2 separate regions of the Sus scrofa genome follow, and region 2 is linked to region 1. A link is a contact called in public Hi-C data. All regions are on one chromosome and are shown on one strand. The core of a region is the stretch at or near the end of the contact, and the rest is flanking DNA. Distances in the headings are between cores, read along the strand shown. Region 1 overlaps TNS3 (tensin-3). Region 2 has its middle 240 kb from the start of TNS3.

Region 1 (5,630 bases), core at 16-2,515:
GCAGCATCCTGCTCGCAAGTGCGAGTCAATGGACTAGCCTAACGTGATCACTGCCGTGGTTACCTTAACGGCTCCTCTTTACTTTCTCCGCTTTTTTTGCTTTTCTAGGCTCAGGCCCAAGGCATTTGGAAGTTCCCAGGCCAGGGGTCAAACTGGAGCTACAGTTGCCAGCCTACACCACAGCCACAGCAATGCCAGATCCGCGCTGCATCTATGACCTAAATCACAGCTCACAGCAATGCAGGATCCTTAACCCACTGAGCAAGGCCAGGGATCGAACCCGTGTCCTCATCAGATTTGTTTCCGCGGAGCCACAATGGGCACTCCTCCTCGTTACTTGTTAAAAAGGCTTTCCTTGAAAAATGAAAATGCATGAAAATGAAAGGATTCACTCCTGGGTACCTTAAAATGGTGACTGTCGTATCTATCAGTAAACCAAAAATGTGGCAGCCATCAAGCCAGCACGTTACAGCGGCCCCCACGGCAAGCCCCAAGGGAACTCAGGATGGGAACGAAGAACGCCTGCCATCTAGCGGTCAGTTGCTGCAGACACACACACACACACACACACCCTCCCCCAGGTGTTCCCCCCCCAACACACACACACCCCAAGGTGCCCCCTGGGGAGACTCAGGATGAGAAGAGCAGGAGACTGGCCCCAGAGACGGAATGATTTCAGTGAGCCCAGACTCCGCGTCGTCCCACACTCAGAAAAGCACAAATTTCATTCCTCTGAGATCTCTGCTTTTCTTTCACTAACAGTAATCCTTCCATGTTCCCCCTACCTGGTCTTTGGTTATAAAAACTTCTGTAATCCTGGCTCCCCTTCTTGCCTCTTTGGAACAGTTTCTCAGGGTGCGCTGAGATGCTGTGTCCCAGGCTTGGAGGCCTCAGAACATCCGCCAAGTAAAACCTAACTCTCCACGTCAGGTTGTGCTGGGGGTTTTTTGTTTTGTTTTTTTCCAGTCAACACTACATTTGCAGCTTTGTATTCAGAGACCTTCCAATACCATCTGCAGCCAGACCCTGGGAGGCTGGATGACTTTTTTTTTTCCCCTAAGTGTGAAAACCTAACCACACCCCCCTATAGAAGCTGTTAAGAGAGACAAGGTGGTCCCCCCGGCTCCCAAGTGGGCACTTACCCTGCAGTGAATGACAACCACGTGCTGGGGGTCGCTGTTCAGCCAGGCCTCCTGCGCCTTGCAAATGGTACACACCTTATCCAGGGGCGGCGCGTGCAGCTCGGGCCAGCCCACGTCCAGGGTCTGCAGGGACAGAGAGAGAAGGAGCTGCCTGCTTCCCATCTCAGAAGCCCCAGGAAGCCGCCTCACGACGGTCTGCTCAGTTTCCCAAAATATTCCATTTTAGAGTAAAGACTAGGGGGGCATGTTCCTTTTCTAAAACTTCAGGGGAACTGTGGCCAGCCTCCTTTACTGGAAAGGAAAATATGAAGGATTATGTTTCCCCAGGAGACATCCACTCCGCGTCTTATCTGCTTTTCTGCAGCTGGAATGACAATTCTAGAAAGGGCTTTCGGGAGCCACTCATGGGGCAGGGCTCACGCGGAGAGGCCCAGGCCTGGCAAGATCTGAAACAGGAGTTCTTGGCCGGAGCTGCTGCCAAAATTCCTCCCCGCAGACTAAAATCGCAGTTTGGGAAAGTGCAGTGAGCCGTTCCTCCACAGGCCATGCGGGCGGGTAACTTGGGAGCTGGAGACGCCTACACAGTGTCACTCCTGCAGGAGAGGAACCTGCCAGGAAGGCCTTCAAGCCCAGGGTGCAATTCAGGAACAAAGAAAGTCATCACCACGTGACAAGAAACCCAGCAGGTCTGTATGCAAAAAACCAGCCCCTCTGAGCCACCTGACTCACACACGCCCGGCTCTGAACCTGCCGACGTGCAGGGCTGTGACTTCTGCTTAGCTTCTTTTTTAAGCGGGGCAGAGACACAGAACTCTGCCTGATTACAAAAGCAACAGAAATTGTGTAAAATGATGGGAAGATTCCAAAAACTGCCAGAAGCAGGGAGAGGCACACACCCCTTCTGCCACTCAGACCTAAAGGCCACTACCTTACATTGTTTTTCCGTGTACACTGGGCATAGGTGAAGTACTATTATACACAAAGTCTAGACTGCATTAAAACAGGCAATTCATCCTCCTCCTATTTACATATTCTAGTGGCTGCAAAATATTTCACCATATGGAACACATATACCTGTATATATTATATAATATACTGTAACTTCGTCAATCTTAAAAATTTCCCCCTAAATCTTTGCTATTTAAAAAGAATAACAGGGGGAGTTCCCGTTGTGGTTCGGCGGGTTAAGAACCCGACTAGTATCCATGAGGATGTGGGTCCAATCCCCGGCCTCACTCAGTGGGTTGAGGATCCCACATTGCTGTGAACTGTGGTGTAGGTCACAGACCTGGCTGGGATCTGGCGTTGCTGTGGCTGTGGTGTAGGTCAGCAGCTGCAGCTCCGATTCAACCTCTAGCCTGGGAACTTCCGTATGCCTTGGGTGTGGTCCTTAAAAAAAAAAAAAAAAGGAAAGAAAAAAAAAAAGAAGAAGAATGGGGAGTTCGCACTGTGGTACTTCAGGTTAAGGACCCAACTGCTGCGGCTCCAGTCACTGCAGAGGCTCAGGTTTGATCCCCAGCCCAATGCAGTGGGTTAAGGATCCACTGTTGCTGCAGCTGTGGTACATACAGGTGGCAGCTGTAGCTTCTATTCAGTCCCTGGCCGTGGAACTTCCACGTGCTCCAGGGCCCACCACAGAAATAAAATAATAATGGACGGTAGGGTGGCGCGTGGCTGTACCGAAGTGGCAGGAGGGAGACCTTTGAGGTGAAAATGGTCTGGATTTGACTGTGGTGCTGGTGACACAAATCTACAAGGAATGAGATGGCACACATCTCACACACACACATCGCACGCGCGCACACACACATGCACACACACAGCTGCTACACGCAAACTCAGTGGAAGCTGCATGCAGTCTGTGGATTGTAATAAGGTCAAATTCCTGGCATTAATACTTTATTGCAAGTTATACAAGATGTTACCTCTGGGGAAGACTGGGTCAGGGGTATTATTTCTTCAATTTCCTATAAATTTAAAACTATTTCAAACTAAAAAAAAAAATTTCAATTAAGAAAAATCAGCCATGGATTTGAACAGTTCCTAATACCCCTCATTAAGTCAGATCCCACAAAGATTTGCAACAAACCCTTTCTGCACAAGCAGGATAAGCATCATGACATTTAACAAAACTCAGAATATAAAGGCGAAGGTCCCTACCTTTGGGTTAAGCTTCGTAAGGTCATACCTCTTTTCTGAAAGGTTTAATACCTACAGAGGGGAAATCAGAAGCCATTAGACAAATCACTGTCCTCGGAGATCAAAGAGGAAACAATGCATCTCACACGCTGTTTGCCTTTGAGACACGGAGGATTATAAAACCTTGAAAGGGGGAGTTCCCATGGTGGCTCAGCGGTAGCAAACCCGACTAGTACCCATGAGGATGTGGGTTCGATCCTGGCCTTGCTCAGAGGGTCAGGGATCCAGCACTGCCGTGAGCTGTGGTGCAGGTCACAGATGTGGCTTGGGTCCCACGTTGCTGTGGCTGTGGTGTAGGCCAGCAGCTGTAACTCTGGTCTGGGAACCTCCTATGCCGTGAGTGCGGCCCTAAAGAAATAAAACAAAATATTGGAAGGGATAGATTATATAATTGCCATGGAATGAAAAAGAAACAAATGCACTCAAGTCAGCACACGTATCCCATGGGACTGGCCTCGGCCCCGAAAGCCTGGGCTTCCAGGAAGGACGCAGCACAGCGAGGGGCCCAGACCCACGTGCTGGCCGCCCCTCGAGGGAAGAACACGGGAGGGCCACTCTTTGGAGGCTGAGGACAGCGGAGACGAGGGGCTGCACGTGGGGTGGGGGCCCGCGGTTCCTCTACCCCAGAGCAAGCTCTCCTGCACCTCGGACCGTGGGCCCTGCGGGAACCCACCTACGTGGCCAAGGCCTGGGGCCGGACAAGACAGTCGCCCTGGCCGGTGGCACTGAACAGTCGTGGGTGGGGAGGGCAGCGGCCTGTCAGAGCCCCCCCATTCAGAGGTGGGGAGACACGTGCTCACCTCGGGGTTCTTAACGTGCACCTGGGTCTTCCTTCGGACTTTTCACAAACGTCCTTGTCCCAAGACAAGGTGGGGACGCACCCCCTCGCCATTTTGCAAGGGGAGGCTCTGGCCTGACGGGGCCCCGCCCGAGTGAGGGGAAGAACTGGCCCAGCCCCCAGCCCGGACCCCGGTCCCAGGCCCCCGAGGGCTCTGGGTGGACAGGAGGTGGGGTGGGGGACTGTGTGACCACCTCCTGGGCGGGACATCAGGAGGGGGAGACAGCTCCCGCCACGCCTGCGGCCCTGAGAGAGAGGACGGGGTGGGACCATCTCAGGGGCTGGACCCCAGCCTCCCGCCTGTCACCGGCCCTGCCGAGGGCTGGCGTCAGCGCTCCGCTCCGGCTCGGACCGCTCCGGGTGGGGGCTGCTGGAAGCCACCCAGAGGTCACCTCCCTCTGCTCTGCCTCTGGGGCCACCCGCCCGGCCACCGCCCAACAGTTTAGTCCTCTGAGCAGACCGATAAGGATGACAATGAGAGTCTTGTCGGTTTAGGGCAAAGATTAGTGGCCCTAAGGAGATAAAGAGGCCTCCCGGGGGCCGGCCCAGGGAGGCGCGAGGAGCCGTAACTGAACCAGAGATCACATCACAGGGGACGGAGCCGCGGCCGCACCACCCGGCCGTGGGAACATGAAGGCCGCGTGGCGAAGGGGGGACCGGGAAGCCTCGGGTGCGGGTCCCGCCCACAGCGTCTGACCAGGCGGATGCTGGCGTCCCGAGCGCCCACCCTCAGGCCTGGCTGACGGCAGCAGGAGGGAGAGGACGGGACCTCTGATGCCAGCAAGGCCAAGCCCGCCGGCAGGCAGGAGAGCGGTGCCCTCGGGGCACATGGGCCAGGAGCTTGGCTGGGGAGACCCGGGCGCCCACAGCATAGCAGGCAGCGCAGGCGGGCCTCTCCCTGCGGCTCTGAGAGGCCCCGACACAGGGGCACCGCTGCTGAGCTGCAGCAAACTCGGGGTCTTCCCAGCTTTACCCACGCTCAGTGTGCCCAGCGTCCCCGCGCTCAGTGTCCCCAGCGTCCCCGCGCTCAGTGTCCCCACTCACCAAGTAGTTGTCGCCGTGCTTGGACCGCAGCATGCGCGTCACCTCCTGCAGGCTGTGCAGGTACGACTCCTCGGCGCAGCCGGCGGGGAAGGACACGGCGATGATGCGCTCCGTGATGTAGGTGAGGTCCAGCTCGCGGCCGTCCTCCATGGCGGGGCGCGGCGCGGGGGGCCTGGAGGGGAGGCGGCTTTCAGCAAAGGGGCCGAGAACCGGGACGGAGGGCCAGGTCCACGGCCGGGCCTGCTTCCAGGCCTCTGGGGGTTTGCCGCGTCTGCAGCCTACGTTCTGCCCATCACAGGAGGGCACGTTTCCCTAACAGTTGCCACGGGGCACCGCAAGCCAGGAGCGGGGAATGAACAGAGAATAGGGTGGTGGCAGGGCTCCCGGGCCTGGTGGGAAGCCCGCAG
Region 2 (6,230 bases), core at 3,231-5,730, 130 kb before region 1:
TGCGGATTGGTCGGGAAAAGGGGGGTCTTACGCATTAACTTGCTGGTTGGCTGGGGGCAAATAAGGCCCCTCTGGGGGCGGGGGTGGGGAGTGGGGGCCTAGTAGGGGCAGGAAGGAGAGGGCCAGCTTGCTCAAGGTGGGGGAAGGGGCCTTGCAAAGAGATGGGTGGGGCGATGATAAGGGTCTCGTCATTCTTGTCTCGGCCGGAGACCTTGAGTTCTCCTTGAAGGGGCCTTGAAGCCCAACAGACAATACCGTACTGCACTCAGTGTAGAGCCCTCTGTCTCCAAACCTTACATCACTGAGCTTTGACCTCTAATAGGGAGAACGCTTCTTTCCAAGAGGCTTTCTCTTGTTATAATCCTCCGTTTGGCTCAAATAAAAATTTCCATTTCTTTCTTAGATCAACTGATTGTTTTCATCAACCCGAGAAAGGGCCATCTCCTATGAGAGCCATGGAGCGGAAACCCCAGCAGCTGGTAGGGCCAGAGCCTCCCAGCCTCCAGGGACAGTGGACTGGAACGGTTCCTGGTGCAGGATGGAAGGAGCTGAGAGGAGCTACCATCTGAAGGTCACCCAGCCCATGTTGGGGACATGGCTCAGATCATCAGTGTCGGAAAATGAGACCCACGAACATGGGGAGCTCTCGACAAGACTCTCTCCTCCTGCAGAAGGGCGCAGGTGCTCAAAAAGCGCGCGCCGAGAAGAAAAGACCCTCCCCACTGATCCCTAACACCGGTGATGCACCTGTCCCCTTCCCCTGGGTCAGGTCAGGGTGCACATTCTTCTCGGTTGGCTCATTTGAAACAAACTGTTACTGGGAGAAGAGGGAAAGAGGAGGGGGCTTGCTTTCAGCTGAAACCAGAGCGAAACGGAGTCACCAAGAGTTCCTCTGATAGAAAAGACATTGTTAATTTCCACACCCAGATCCTTGTGGGGGGGGGACCCTCCCCAGACCCAAACCCACAGCTGACCAGCACCCAGGAGCAGGGCCTGAATTCTCACCCTCGCCACGGCACACTCCCCCCAACCCAGAGACACCAAAGGGTCGACCAGCAGCACGCCACCCCAGGAGAGGCCCCAGGACCCAGCCCCACAGGGAGATGGCCAAGCCCAGACACACCCGGGCGGGGACTCCACCAGAAGAGGGACTCAGAGACACCAGGTATCCAAGGCTGTGAAACCCAGCCTGGCTCCCACGGACTGGGAGGGGCTAAAACCCTGTACAAGCCCCCAAGCCCTCATGTTCTGAAGTAAAAGGCCTTTCCTTTAGCCTCCCAGGCCTCCCCTCGGTCCCCAAAGGCTGATTCGGGAGTTAATGATTAGGAACCCTTGTTACAGGAGTTCCCATCGTGGTTAAGCTGTAACGAGTCCGACTAATGTCCATAAGGACGCGGGTTCGATTCCTAGCTTTGTTCAGTGGGTCAGGGATCTGATGTTGCCATGAGCTCCGGTGTCGGCCACAGACACGGCTCTGATCCTGCGTGGCTGTGGCTGTAGCTGTGGTGTAGGCTGGCAGCTGTAGGTTCAAATCAACCCTTAGCCTGGGAAACCTCCATGTGCTGTGGGTGCGACCCTAAAAAGACAGACAGACAGACAGAAAGAGGGGAGGAAGGAAGGAAGGGAGAGAGCAAGGGAGGGAGGAAGAAAGAGAGAGAGAGAAAGGAAGAAAGGAAGAAAGAAAAAAGAAGTACTATTACAGCTAAAAACTAGTTAAAACCCTCTCAGTTGTGTTCGGTCCTGCCTTGGCCCACAAACTTTTCACAAAAGATTTCTTCCTTGCTTAATGCCTTTTTTTTTTGCTAATGTTTACTTTTTAGAGTGGTACTGCATCTCGCATTTTCTTTTGTAATTGAAACACTCCCTACCACCTCTTTCCTGTAAAGCAAAATCTTCTTTCCAGAGGAAAAGTGAGAGGAACAATAACCCCGAAGATAACCAAAAATCGTGGATAGGGATGGAGCAGGGTAGTTGCACGGGTGGCTGTGGGGGTCCCACGGGGGGACCATGGATGGAGGGGGTGCCTGGGGCCCCCGGGAGATCCCTGTGGGTTGGCGATCACTGTGGGGGAGGGGGGTATCAGAAGGAGGCAGGCTTGCTTGACCAGTGGAGGCTCGAGAGAGGCCTCTGGTCATTGGTGGGGGATGGGGTGAGGCCTGCATTCAAGGTCAGACCAAGGGCAGGAGTTTAAGGAGCACCCTTCTGCTGATTTGAAGAAGCACCGTGACAGTCCTCCTTTGACCTTAGAGGGTCAGATACTCTCTTACCGGATACCAAGGAGGAGCTGCTCCTGGAAGAAAGAGGAAGAGGCGGACTTTTCCCAGCCCCACTCCCCTGGGGTGATAAAACTGTAGCCCACCCGACTCTCAGGACAGAGCCTCCTCGCCTGTCCGCTTGCATCTCTCACAAGCATCCCATCTTAATAAATCTATTTCTTGCCTATCCCTTTGTCTCTCACTAAATTCCTTCTGCACTGAGACACAAAGAACCTGAACCTCGGTAAGTCCAGACACGGGGTGAGGGATTCTAGTTTAAAAACTGCAGATTCGGCTCCCAATCTGGCTTCTGGCTGGGTTCGAGTCCAGGCACCTGGGTTCAAGTCCCAAGCTGGGTTCTGACTGAGTGCACGTCATCGGTGCTGTCGGTTTCACCATCACCAGGCTGGCTGCTGCCAGACTTGACGGCTCCAAAATGATCTCCGGAGACACCTCAATCAATAACACTGTCGTCCAAGCTAAACTTATAAGACCCCTTGCTGTCCCCTCTCAAGTCAGGACACAGCTTTGAGGCGTCAGCCTGCCGTGGCCTCCTTTGCCTGGCAAAGCAATAAAGCTGTTCTTTCGGCTTCCCCCAACCCTCTGTCTCCAAGACTTAATTGGTGTCAGTGTGCAGAGGCCACTTTTTGGCTACAAGACCACACCCCAGGAAGCAGAGGTCAGGAAGCAATGGAGCTGGGGAGTCTGAAAGGACCAAGGGTTTAGGGGAAAAATCAGCATCCCTAAGACAGGACCAGATGGAACGGAGAACAGACTCAGACTCTCAGACTGTCAGACAGACATTGGGTGAAAACAGAGCAGAGGTCATGAAATGAAGGCGCGGACCAGGCTCCACTTAAGAGAGGGTGGAAGGACAGGAAAACAAGGAAAGACAGCACAGCGAGATGAAGACGTCAAAGATGCAGGAGCAGGTGAGAGGCGGGAGGACGAGAAGCCCAGCTCTCAATAAGGACATTTCCAGAAGACGGGACTGACCAGGAGGGACGCCCATCGCCCTGAGTCACCAGTGTCCGTGCTTCCATCGCTGGACCTGGGGGCGGGGTGAGATCCTCCTTGCATCCCCAGCACCTGACCCAGAGCAGGCGCAGAGGGGTCTGGAAGCATGTCTGGCAGGACCCTGAGTAGTACCAGCCAAGGGACGCCTCCTGGTCCTGGGGTTGGGGGGGCGGGGATTCAGGCAGAAGGACGAAGACTGCAGTGGGCCCTCCGGTGTGGGGACAAAGACAGCCTGGGGCTGGACCAATAAGGGAAGCCAGGTCAATTTTAAGGGTAATAAGGTTGTAGATAATAGTTAATCCTATTCCTGTCTTGGAATGAGTCACTGGCACCATGTCTCCTCGGATTCCAGGTGGAGAGGTTCACGGTCCCTCGGCCAGCTGGGGTCTGGGGTCAGGTACCCAGTCCCTGAGACAGCCTCTGCTTGGGAAATAGCCTTTTTTCCCCCATTTCTGCGGAGCTGGGGAGCGTGTGTGTGTGAGAGCCCTCCAGGACTGAGCAGGGTCCCCAGCAGCCTGGCCTCGCGTGTCTGGCAGCAGGTCCCCTCCCCGCGTGGGACGGAGACGCTCTGTGCAAGCCCACAAGTTAATCGTGCAAAGTTCCCCAGCACCCAGAAAGCTCTGGAAGACCCCCGCCACTTTCTCGCCTGGCCGAGCAGGTGCGCGCCGGGTTCAGATGGGGCGGGGGGCGCAGGGCAGCCTTCTTGGGGTTCCCGTCTATTCCGGATGAAGCCACCTCCACCAGCATCCCGTTTTCCGGCCCGGGGTCCCTGCTGGCGCCCCCATCCCCTCCCGGGAAAGTTCTGGAGCACCCAGCCTGGCTCAGGACCCAGTGGGCGGTCCGCGAGCCCCCACCGGTCCACCGATCTCGTCCGCCCCCAGCCCCGGGCCCAGCCTCCGTTCTCCGCGAGGATCCCTCCTCCTCCGCTCCGCGCAAGTCCCGCGGGGCGCGCGCCCCCTGCCGGCCACTCCGGAGCCCTGCGCAGACCCTGCCCGGAGCGCTTACTAAGGCGTTTTCCATAATATAAAAGATTTCAGCATTCGAGCCATTTCTGAAAATACAAAAGGGGGGATACCCCCTCCACACACACACTCTGGCACAACTACAGTTACCATTCTGTGTTTTCCTCTAAAGCCTTCCTTCCACAGTGCTTGTGCTTCCACACATGACAGCAGTGATAGGAAAGCGTCCGCGGGCAGCCGTTGGGCAGGTGAACAGTGGGCGGCAGTCTACCAATTCCCAGGAGCCAATGGGAATTTCAAATTCTGCAAAGGCACCGCCCACTTTCTCTAAATCCACAGCATTAACGTGACTTCAACCCCGCAATCCCGGTCCTTGTGAGCTGCAGGCTCTGTTAGCCACTCCTGCCACCCTTGCTGGGCAGCAGGAAGGTCCTGGAGTCCCGGTGACCCAGTGTGGTCCCTGCTGGCCGCTGAACACAGACGGCGCTGAAACTCTTTGGTGCCTGTTGCTGGTGGTCACTGCGGTTTGAGGTTGATAAGGACCTCCAAGCCACATTAGCAAACAAGCACACACACACACCTGCACACACACCTGCGCGCACACACACTCACAGTACTCCATAGCGCAGTCCCCCTCTTCCAAAATCACTGGCCCCAGTGGTGGCGGGGGGGGGGGGGGGGGGGAGGAGGAAGATGGGCCAGGATGCAGCCTCCGAGCCGGGGGACACAGTCCCCTCTGGTCTGCTGCTGCAAAGCCAGGAAGGGAAGGCATCTTCCCCCAGCAGTGAGTTTAGCCCCGCAAAGCCCTTGCTCCTGGGAGCACGAAGAGAGGTCAGCAATTCTCCTGACTTCCTTCCACGTTTCTCTGTGTTTGTACAAAGAATGTGCCCCTTATCTTATACCCGGGCCTGGCCACCTCCCTGGGTTAGGCTGCCCCAAAAGCCTGAGGGAGAGAAAGGGGAGGAGGAGGGAGGGCTGAAGTCGGGCTGTGCTCAGGCTCTTAACCTCATCCTCCGGGATGATCTGGTTCTGCCGGCAAATTTGTCCCCCAGCTGCCATCGGTTTTCTCAGCCCTGCAGCAGGGCGTCCCTCTTAAAAATCACTCTAGTCGGTTGTTTGGAGGCGTGTGTGAGATAATGCCCAGCACAGAGTAAATGCTCAATAAAGTTTAAGGATTAATATTGCTCAGAAAACGCACTGGGCCGCCATCCAGAAATGTGGCCTAATATTTTGTATTTATTTTTACCTTTACATACAATGAAATCCTTGTCTTACTGGTGTACAGCTCCATGAGTTTTTTTTTTCCCTTTTCCTTTTTATTATTGTACGTGTGGCATATGGAGGTTCCCAGGCTAGGGGTAGAATCGGAGCTGCAGCTGCCAGCCTACACCACAGCCACAGACAACACCAGAAGCGAGCCACATCTGCAAGCTGTAACACAGCTCACAGCAATGCTGGATCCTCAACCCACTGAGTGAGGCCAGGGATTGAACCTGCAACCTTGTGGATACTAGTCGAGTTCTTAACCCTCTGAGCCACAGCAGGAACTCTTAATTATATACATATATATATATATATATATGTCTTTTGATGGCTGCCCCCGCAGCATATGGAGGTTCCCAGGCTAGGGGTCCAATCAGAGCTACAGCTACCGGCCTACACCACAGCCACAGCAACGCTGGATCCAAGCCATGTCTGCGACCTACACCACCGGATCCTTAACCCACTGAGCAAGGCCAGGGATTGAACCTGCAACCTCATGGTTCCTAGTCAGATTTGAATCCGCTGTGCCGCGACGGGACCTCCTTAATTATATATTTTTTAAAGATAAATCTAGGAGTTCCCGTCGTGGCGCAGTGGTTAACGAATCCGACTAGGAACCATGAGGTGGCGGGTTCGGTCCCTGCCCTTGCTCAGTGGGTTAACGATCCGGCGTTGCCGTGAGCTGTGGTGTAGGTTGCAGACGCGGCTCGGATCCCGCGTTGCTGTGGCTCTG

Evidence for each region. Hi-C and Micro-C count contacts between places; a contact is called where the count stands out from the background.
Region 2: a contact with region 1 is called in a Hi-C map of embryonic fibroblasts, with 2.4 times the contacts expected there. The contact joins two enhancer-like sites. A contact is called at or near these places in 1 of 5 promoter capture datasets (liver) and 14 of 47 Hi-C or Micro-C datasets (alveolar macrophages, brain, embryonic fibroblasts and 10 more).

What each region holds. Positions count from the first base shown.
Region 1 is chr18:49,069,301-49,074,930 of Sscrofa11.1, reverse strand. TNS3 (tensin-3) reads right to left here. Exons shown (of 31, transcript XM_021079356.1): 6 at 5,224-5,395; 7 at 3,303-3,353; 8 at 1,143-1,265. The coding sequence starts at 5,373. Among named protein-coding and RNA genes, the nearest start is that of TNS3, 110 kb to the right of the region's middle. Within about 2 kb of position 1,265, at least 9 of the 83 cell types and tissues checked have an H3K27ac peak or open chromatin away from gene starts, as enhancers often do.
Region 2 is chr18:49,200,426-49,206,655 of Sscrofa11.1, reverse strand. No RefSeq gene overlaps it. Among named protein-coding and RNA genes, the nearest start is that of TNS3, 240 kb to the right of the region's middle. Within about 2 kb of position 4,480, at least 13 of the 83 cell types and tissues checked have an H3K27ac peak or open chromatin away from gene starts, as enhancers often do.